Regions from separate parts of the Hordeum vulgare genome. Here regions 1 and 3 are each linked to region 2. A link is a contact called in public Hi-C data. All regions are on one chromosome and are shown on one strand. Each heading gives the region's core, a stretch centred on a gene start, on an enhancer-like site or on the middle of the called end of the contact. The rest is flanking DNA. Distances are from core to core; before and after follow the strand shown.

Region 1 (3,347 bases), core at 502-3,001, 550 kb after region 2:
AATGGTTGGTATGACCCATATGGCCGAGAGCGGACGTGGCAAGCACCCCTAGTCTAGGACAGCATCACTTGTCTGGCCAGATTACCCTATTGATGGATCTGTCAAAAAAAATACTCCGACGACATGCATACTTAAAAGGGAGAAAAAATAATAGAATCCAATCATGTTAGGGTCCTACTAACAAAAGTGAAATAAAGATAATTGCTCCTCCCACTAGGCGCCCTTACTCACCAACATATATCTCAATGTGCTATTATATATAAGGGCATTGTGTAATCGCAATTACCATTGAATTTGAGTGATGCACATAGAAAGGATGGTAACAACTTCCACACGCAATAACATATCAATTTATGTGTTTATCTGGATGTTCATCACTAATATAATCAATGAAGAATGTCATCCAATCGAAACAATGAAAATCCAACCTATACTTCGACGTTTTCATAATGCATGAAACTCTATACAATCATTTCTTTTAGAAAGGAGATAATAATTCATAAAAGGTTTCTACACAGAATGAACCAACAATAGTTCGAGCTTGGAGTGCCAATAGATTTAATGTGGGTAAAATTAAGTAATAATCTTTTTAGTGATTTCCTAATGGCATGATATTTGAAGAAGGCATACATATCGAAGAAGGAGAAAAAAACGGATAGACTACTATATGGTCATGGTAAAGAACTAAAGTACTTTAGATGCTTCTAAGGTTGTGGGTAAAATGAATTAATGATGTTTTAGCTGTTTTTTAAATTTCTGAAGAAGGCATAGATATTGAGAAAAAAATTGAGATCGATTACTCCATGGTTGTGCTAAAAATACTAAAATGAAGAACCATAGATATTGAAAAAAGGAGAAAAAAGAGATCAGTTACTCTATGTTTGTGCTAATTTTTTAAAATAGCTCAGATGCTTGCCAGCTAGTCATAAAACGGTTTAATGATATTTGAATGTTTTTCGAATGGCATGAATCTGAAGAAGCATAGGTATTCAAAGAAAAGAGAAAGAAAAAGAAATTATCTACTCTATGTTTGTCCTAAAAAATAATGAAATAGTTTAGATGCTTGCCAACTTGTCGGTAAAACGGTATAATAATATTTGAATGTTTTCCTAATGGCGCGAATATGGAGAAGCATAGGTATTCAAAGAAAAGAAAAAGAGATCAACTACTCTATGTTTGTTCTAAAAAAATAATGAAATAGTTTAGATGCTTCCCAGCTTGTCGGTAAAAAGGATAAATGATATTTGAATGTTTTTCTAATGGCATGAATTTGAAAAAAAATAGATATTGAAAAAAAAGAAGAAAAAAAATCAACTACTCCATGCTTGTGCTAAAAAGTAATGAAATACCTTACATGGTAAACAAATGATCAAGGTAAAACAGATTAATGTTTTAATGTTTAGGTAATGGCTTGAATTTGAAGAAGGCATATATATATTGAAAAGGGAGTAGAAGAAAATCAAACCAGCTATGCCAGGGTCGTACTGACGAAACTGAAAAGAAAAAAAAAATGTTCTTGTTGAACAAAACCGAAAGAAAAATGCTATTGCCAGGGTCGTACTGACGAAACTGAAAGAAAAATTAAAATAGAAATGCTCTCGTTGAGAGTTGAACTCAAGACCTCCCGCTTACTAAACGGGTGCTCTAACCAACTGAGCTACGAGAGCTACTGTGATTATAATTGTTTACTATAAAATACACTGAATCAAATCTATTAGTCCGGTCTTCCACAACACTCTGCAATACACTACTCCGCATACGACAGCAGCAGGAGATCCCAAAAATGGACGCCACCGTGGTCGCCGTCGCCAGCGATGGAGATGACGGCGACCGCCGCCGCCCCCTCCTCGATACCGGAGAAGAGATCCTCCCATACCCCGTATCCCCTTTGCCGCAGCCGCCGGGGGCGGATGCGAAGCCCGGGCAGCAGAAGCCGCAGCGGGTGGCCTCGCTCGACGTGTTCCGCGGCCTCACCGTCGCCGTCAGTAGAACCCTAACCTCTTCGGATCTTCCCACAGGCTTGTCTGTTTCTCTTCGTATTCGCGTGCCAATCGTGTTTGCTTGCGCTCGCTCAGATGATGATACTCGTGGACGACGCCGGCGGGGCGTGGCCGGGGATAAACCACGCGCCGTGGTTGGGGGTGACGGTGGCGGACTTCGTCATGCCGGCCTTCCTCTTCATCATCGGCGTCTCCGCGGCCCTCGTCTTTAAGGTATACTGAATTACTGTCCGGAATTATTTGTCATAGAAATAAATGTATTTAGACGTATTTTAGATCTGGATTTTCTTTTTATTTTGATGAAAGTAATTCTGGACGGAGGGAGGGAGTAGTTACTACTGTCTACTATAGACGATGTAGTATAACCATCCTAACAACCAAATGGTCGTGCTATATGAAAATAACCAAATGGTCGGGACTTAGAGACTGGGGAATGGTTCGGTGCTTGCTAGATTTTTCATTTGCCCTAATCTTGGGCGTCTTCAACTGTTACTAACCTACAGAATGTTATGCACCTGTTGTACCTTATCTTAAGCAACGGCTGATATGTTTGTAGCGTGGAGGTACTTAAGTGCCTCCTAACCATACTGCAACTTCTCTAAAATGAAGTTTGAGGATCTGTTTTGCCATTTTCATGGATGCCGGACCCTTGTAAAACCTTTACGGAGCAAAAAATGTTCAGTTTGGCTACCATTTGCCTTGAAAGTTTGCTTAAGCCTTTTATAAGTGTGCGGACCATTTTGATCATCAGATAACTATGATTTCAAAGTAGGAAACTGGGAATCAACGGTTCGTTGTAGAAGTTGCACTAGTGAGATCATGGATTGTACGCACGAAAAAAAAAGAAGAGAAAAGAGATGAAAGATTCTCATGGCCAAATTGTTGTAAACCTTAGTAGGGTCTGTTGAGTTTGTCTAACATTTCTTTAACCTTTCATTCCTAGCTTCTATACCAAGTACTATATTATAATTGTTAAGATTCATGCACTAGCCAACGCAACCAAAAGTGCGAACTATGGGAGAGGGACGGACATTGCTCCCCAACACTCCCCCTCGTGTCTTCCTCTTGCTTGCAAATTTATGCAGCTCACCAGTTTACCCATCAGTCCGAACTGATGGAAAGGGCTAGGCAATCCACATATGCACTTCAACACCCTGTCTCACGTGTGATGCAAAAAGCCAACACGTGGATAGACTCAGAGATATGACTCAAGAGGCCTATACATGGACAAAGGGGGGCAGCAACAATTTTTCAATAAATTGCAAAAGACAGGACTTGAACTCAAGACCTAATCTCTGATACCATGTTAAGAGAGTATTTACCAAAAAAACTACCACAATTCGTCGA
Region 2 (3,428 bases), core at 782-3,281:
AGTTAGCACATCAACCATGTGTATGTGTAGCCGAGGGAAAAGGTGAACATGAAAAATGCTCTTACAAGAGAAGCTCCACAAGCCGAGGAAAAACGCCAGATTCAATCACAGATTGGATCTTGTCATTAGTTCCATCAGACAGGTACGAGAGAGCCCAGCAGGCATCAGTGAGCACCTCCTCGTCCTGAGAGTGGATAAGGCGCTGCAGTGCTGAGAGAGCCGGTTTGACCTGCCCAGGCGCAAACATATCAACTCATAAGCATCATTTTTTACAGCAAATTCAATCAATGAGAGAACTTCCCAGAATTAAACCTGTTCAAAGTTTGGCTGTGGTTTCCCACGGCAGAAGTTGGAGAGTGTCCATGTGGCATTCCTGAGCATTGAGAGCTTGGCATGCTCATTGAGCTGCTGCAACAATGGGTACAGTCCACCACTTCCAAGCACAAGGTCACGGCACTTTGGAGAGTCACCGGCAACATTCCCCAGAGCCCAAACAGCCTAAAAATAGAAATATGAGACATACAACATTAGCATAATGCCGTAAAGCCTCTGAAAGTAAAAATTCTCCTGAGTTGTTCTCATGCCTGTTCGCGGACATCCTCACTAGGAGAGCTGAGTAGCTTGACAAAGATGGGCACAGCACCGAACTCAACAACCACTTTGGTGTTGTCTGATGTGCCTGACGCGATGTTGGTGAGCGCCCATGCGGCCTCAAACTGTAACAGAAAAAAAATAGGTAAACATGTGCCACTTTTTAAGTGATTAAATGCAACTACAATCAAATTAACATAACATTAGGATTGTTGTCACCTGGAGTTGGGGATAGTCCTCCCGTGTGAGGAACTCAATGAAGCGAGGCACCACGCCTGTGTTGATCACTTCCTCAATTGGAGGGCTTCGTTCTACAAACATTGAGCAACATATCAGCAGGTGAACTTGACACAATTTTGAATTAGAAGCAGGTACGACCTTTTCTCAAACAAAAAAAATGAACTGATTGTAAATTAATCAGTGTTGAACATTTAACAGATGGTGTATGCCAAAAAAACAAGCATCCATTGTTTCCCTAGTTATTATTGTCATAAGCATTGCAGGATCACGTTATTGAAACAATGTTACCTAGATCAACAAACAGTTGACTCAAAAGATCAGCAGAAAATTGATTTAAAAAGGCAACAGTTAGATCGATCACTATGAGTAGTAGTAACATTAGATACGGTGCAGGAGCATCCAAAAGATGAATGGAATTGACATGTTCAGTGAATTTCAAATCTCAGAAAGTGGCATGGGGACAAGTAATTGAGTTGCCCCCACCTAATACACAAGTATACAAGACCTATACGCGTTGTTTAGCCACGAGCGAATCTAGAACTGGTGGACCTCTCGCGTTATTAATCCACGATTTCGCCAGAAACAATCCTAATTTCATCCCGTATAGTTCAACTAGGGCAAAAATAATCTCGAGAGACATCAGCAGATGTAAATTCAAGTCTCACCGATGGAGAGCAGCTTCCGGAACTGGGTGGTGGCCTCGAGCTGCACGGTGTTGTCGTCCGAGAGAACCGCCTGCACCATCGCCGGCAAGCCCTCCAGCTGCACGCGAACACAGATCCGAACTGGTCAGATCGAGAATCCCCAACCCGAGCCCTGACGAATAGGTCAGATCGAGAGAGGAAAAACGAGCCACGGGGTGCGTACCTTCTGCTGGAGAGCCGAGGAGTGGCCCATCTGCGGCGCGCCGCCGGCGGCGGACGCGGCGCCGGCCGGGAACCCGTCGCGGCGCTTCTTCTGAAGGTTGGCGTCGCGCTGGTTCTTCCGGATCTCCACCATCTGATCCTCCCGCCTGCGCCGCCCGTCCTCCGCATCGACGGACGCCTTGTAACGGCTGCGCCGCACCTCGGCCCGCTCGTTGGGCCGCAGCGACATCGTCGGAGAACCCTCGAACGAAACCCTAGGGGGGAGTGGGGGGGTGCGCACGCACGATGCGGTTGGGCTCGATTCGAAAAGGGGGAACGGGAGGGGGAGATGTGTGGGCGAGGTGGGGTGCTTTTATAGGTGCTCAAGGGGAGGCACCGAAGGAAAAGTTGGGAGTATGACGGTGGTTGAGAGCTGGATGTACACGGTATCGCAAGGGTACATATGGAAATAGTTGTGCATATTTGAATTTTGAATGTCCGGAGTACTTGGCTCGCAAGTTTGCGGTACTATTTGTTCTTTTTATGACGGTTACGGGTACTTGCTGGTTTTGCGGGGATTCTAACTCACCACATGCTCCAATTTTCTTTCAACGGCATTAACATCAAAACCTAAAATTCAAATGATTTGTCTCTCAAGCTATTAACTTGAGTCATGATATGTTTTTCTAGTTGAGCTTGCACAAGTGCTTCAAAATGGATACCTATGTTCCAAAGTACTCCATCCGTCCGGAAATACTTGTCGAGAAATGAATGTACTACTAATATATTTGGTTATACGTGATTCAACCCCGCAAAAAAGTTATAAGTATAACAATTGTTGGCACGAGAGAGGGGAGCTAAGGCGATCGCAAAACCCTAGCCACCTCCCACCGCCTAACCCTCTCGTCGTTGGCGACCAAAGCCTAAGCGGCTCCGACACCGACGTGGAGGACCGATCCAGGGGTGGCTTGTTGGGGATAAGGATGGCAATGGGTATGGTATGAGCAGGGTAGAGCAATACCATACACATACTCGTATGGTTAATGAGTATAAAATTCTACCCATACCTATACCCACGGATATAAAACTTTATCCATACCCATACCTGACGATTACCTGTGCCCATTGGATACCCAACGGGTAGAACAAATAGTACACAAATTGTTCCCAATTTTACACTCACTAATAGCACATTTGACACAAAATTGAATTATCTTGGCTCGACAAGAGGTAGATGAGTACATGACCATGAGCAAAACTGAAAAACCACAACATACTCATAAGTTAATAGGAGTAGATGAGTCACATGACAAATTAGTGATTAATTGGCGATAACATAACATTACTTCACAAATGGGTAGGGTATGGGCATACCCATGGGTACGAGGCTATACCCGTACCCTACCCATGATTTAATAGGAAGGGTATGGGTACTACCCATGGGTATAAAAGTGTGCTCATACCCTGCCCATGTGGGTACGATACCCACGGGTACCCGTACCCATGGGTAAAATTGCCATCCTTAGTTGGGGACAGCTTTGAAGACTTGGTTGTTGTTGTTGGAGAAGGGGGTGAGGGCTTGAATCTCTGTCAGGCGGTGCCCGACGGTGGTGTTGGTGAATCCGGAGGTGGGCGAAAGAATCCAGTGCGAGGACCTTCTACGGCAGACCGATCTGGCTCGGACACGAAAGAAGATGGCGCCGATGGACCCTGGACGGCGGCGAGTTCAATCTTAGATCCGAACTTGGCGTT
Region 3 (3,347 bases), core at 623-3,122, 730 kb after region 2:
TCTTCACATTGGTGGCTGAAAGACAGATGTCAGAGATTAGAGGACCACCATGAAGTTATGAAGGCTGATAACACTCAACATGACTAAAATGAAAATGAGAAATGCCAACATACAAATAACTCCAGCAGTTTTTCCAGTATTAATATTAAGTGTATAACTGAAGATGAATGGTACAGGTAGCACATGCACAAGTGATAAGGGGGTCAATAATTGTCTAATTTCTACTTCGGTGTGATGCTTATGTCCCTGTGGTGAAAACTTAAATGTTCTACATATAATCCATTAAATGGTCATCAAAGAGACCCGACTGAGTGGAAACCCACTAAAACAGCATGGCTGGAAAATGTACTACCACCACAAAATGGAGTTTACCTGCTTCAGAGTTAACATATTCTGTAAGGGCTTCAGCAGTGCGTTGACCCTCATACCTAAACAATGAGTTCAACATTAAGTTTTCTGATTTTATTTTATAACAAGTGAATTGATCAAAACCAAAGTGTGCATTCTCACTTCTTGGGCTCCAAAGAACCTTTGGGAAACCACTGGATTGTGGGGTAGCCAGAAACTCCATACTTACTGCACACACTCTTGTGCTCATCGCAGTCAACCTGGATAGAGAGAAACTTAGTAAATATACCATAACAAACACTATGCAATTTAGAGGCAAATAACAGTATTATGTTATATGTTATAATACTCCACAATTGTTGATTATACTCTGTAACATCATGATAGGCAAATAACAGTTAATGTACAAAACACTTTCAAAAGCACAAGATTTACCTTGGCAATCAAGACTGATTTAGCTTTCTTAAAGCTTGCAGCAAGCTTCTCATATTCTGGAGCAAGCTTCTTGCAGTGGCCACACCTATAAAACAGAAAACAATCATCAAATAATTTAACCAAAGAGTAGGAAAGTACAGTCATCGAAGAAGGAACTAGTTTCTACAAACAAGATAATAAATATGAGACTAACAGAAATAGTAGGCATGATTTTAATGCAATTGCCTCCGACCAATTAGGATTGGTTCGTATATTGATAAACATTCTACATCCAGAACAACCCACCAAATATCTAACAACATCAAAGATCAGCCTTAAAGTGAACGCTCTACTCACTATTACAATGAGCGTGTAAGCCTATTTTCAAAGGTATAGTAAAATCACCACAACATAAGATTTGATCCAAATCTCCTACAAGTAGACCGTTTCTACTCTCGTGCCCAGATTTTTTTTTCTTCCAACAATAGTGAATCTGAGATCCAAAGACCGAGATCCGAATTGCAGCAAAATTCTCAACAGGCTAATACCAATTCCAATTCTAGTGCACGTCAAAAGGAGATGAAAACAGTTCAGCCTGCCAGCGTGAACAAGGCAGATCGTTTGTTTTAGCTAAAGATCCCGATATTTTCCCACTTCAACGGGAGGTCAGTCCAGTAGCATCTAGACTGCTCGACTCCGGGCTACAATTTCGCTACGATCCGTTCCAGCGGCAACCTGGGCACGATCCCATCAGAGATCCGAGGTCTGCGACCAGTGGAGTAAGCAAAGCAGCCACTGATCCAGATCCATGCGGCGCACGCGCAGGTCAAACTACACGAGAACGTCGTGATACGAGGAGGTAAGGAGGGCAAGGGAGGGATGCGGCGGGCCACGGACCAGGGAGCGTAGAACTCGACGAGCGCACCACGATCCTGGCCAACCTCCTTCTCGAAGGTGGACTCCGTGAGGGCGAGCACCTCGTCGCCTTCGGCGGCGGCTGGGTAGAGCGCCGCGGCGGCGAGCAGGAGCAGGACGGCGAGGAGGGTTTTGCGGTAGATCTGAGGGGTCGCCATGATCTGTTTTGCTGCGAGCTCGGGTGACCCGGGTGAGCAGGTTAATATATGGTTGGCACCTGTCCGTCTTGCACTAGTAGTTTTCTTCTTTTTTTTTGAAACCATTCTTGCACTAGTAGTTGGTGGGCCAGCGACGGGCCCGATTGGATAGAAGGATATAATTTCAAATCTTGTTTATTTTTTAAAGCATTTAATTTTCAAGTGTCCCTAAAAACTATCGAAAAAGGCTTTAGTCAGACTTTATAAATAAGGCAAACCACCACAGCCACAAAATTCGAACAAGAACAGATCCAAACACACACAACATAAATACGGGAGGGTTCTCCTCATGACACAACTCAACAAAGCCCTAACAAAAAAAAGGGCGGACATGGCGTAAAGCGAAGGGGCTAATCCGGCTCAGGTGGTGGAGAAGGAAGCGACGACGCCAAGCGAAGGGCCATCGCCCGGAGATCAGCAATGAATGAGTTGACGGCGTCCTCGTCCTGGGTGCGACTAGGCGGCCGCGAGAGCTGCAAGTAACCACACATTTTAAACACGACATCAGCCACGCAGCGAAGAACATGTTGAATCACAAGCTTATCACAAACCGTCCACGATGTCTAAACGAGGACCCCAATAACCAGCCACCTAGTGTGGTATCCCGCGGAGGGGGAGGCCTGGATCTCGGTGAAAAGGTCAGGAAATTTGGTGTTACACCAACAGTCACCGATGGCCTCGCGGAGGGAGGACCAGAGGAACTGGGCGGTCATGCACGCAAAGAATATGTGGTTGGAGTCCTCAATTGTCCCACATAGGAGGCACATCCACTACAGAGGGGGTCCTATCGTGGATCCACTGCCACATGAAGATCCCAATCTTCAGAGGAAGCCTGATCGACGAGATCAACTCAAAGGGCTCCGAGGGTGGGGTGGCCACGATGGACCGGTATAGAGACTTCGTTCTCCCAAAGGCTCTAGATGCGAGCAGGTGTGATCATCAATCTGGTTTACTTCGGTTCGTGGAGAGCTAATGTGTCAAGGAGTTCGTGCCATGCGATGGTGTTCGGGGGCCTGATACGTCTCCAACGTATCTATAATTTTTTATGGTTTCATGCTATTATCTTGTCAAACTTTGGATGTTTTGTATGCCTTTTATATCTTTTTTGGGACTAACTTATTAACTCGATGCCAAGTGCCAGTTCCTGTTTTTTTCGTGTTTTTGATCCTTTTCATAGGAGAATATTAAACGGAGTCCAAACGGAATAAATCCTCCGAAAAGAATTTTTTCCGGAACAGAAGATACACAGGAAGCTTGAGAACCAAGGTAGAGGGCACCAGGGGAGGCCACAAGCCCCCTAGGCGCGACACGGGGGCCCGCGCCTAGCAGGCTCGTGGGCCCCCTGTGGCTCCTCTGCCCTACTTCTTCCGCCTATAAATCCCCAAAAAATCCAAAACCACGAGAGAGATCCACGAAAATACTTTTCCGCCGCCGCAAGCTTCTGTCTCCGCAAGATCCCATCTGGGGCACGTT

What was found. A called contact is a pair of places that touch in the nucleus more often than the background predicts.
Region 1: a contact with region 2 is called in a Hi-C map of leaf, with 4 times the contacts expected there. The contact joins the promoter of LOC123426015 here to the promoter of LOC123426006 in region 2. A contact is called at or near these places in 2 of 6 Hi-C or Micro-C datasets (leaf and seedling) and 1 of 1 datasets of contacts at active chromatin or transcription factors (embryo).
Region 3: a contact with region 2 is called in a Hi-C map of seedling, with 4 times the contacts expected there. The contact joins the promoter of LOC123426032 here to the promoter of LOC123426006 in region 2. A contact is called at or near these places in 2 of 6 Hi-C or Micro-C datasets (leaf and seedling).

The regions. Positions count from the first base shown.
Region 1 is chr1H:94,496,346-94,499,692 of MorexV3_pseudomolecules_assembly, forward strand. It overlaps LOC123426015 (heparan-alpha-glucosaminide N-acetyltransferase-like), which reads left to right and starts at 1,752. Exons shown (of 13, transcript XM_045109797.1): 1 at 1,752-1,981; 2 at 2,076-2,213. The coding sequence starts at 1,784. TRNAT-AGU (a tRNA gene) reads right to left here and starts at 1,667; the gene lies at 1,594-1,667.
Region 2 is chr1H:93,941,394-93,944,821 of MorexV3_pseudomolecules_assembly, forward strand. It overlaps LOC123426006 (importin subunit alpha-1b), which reads right to left and starts at 2,032. Exons shown (of 11, transcript XM_045109787.1): 1 at 1,699-2,032; 2 at 1,497-1,593; 3 at 811-902; 4 at 585-716; 5 at 313-498; 6 at 66-229. The coding sequence starts at 1,926.
Region 3 is chr1H:94,676,538-94,679,884 of MorexV3_pseudomolecules_assembly, forward strand. It overlaps LOC123426032 (protein disulfide isomerase-like 2-1), which reads right to left and starts at 1,873. Exons shown (of 11, transcript XM_045109817.1): 1 at 1,660-1,873; 2 at 784-868; 3 at 511-608; 4 at 373-428; 5 at 1-15. The coding sequence starts at 1,835.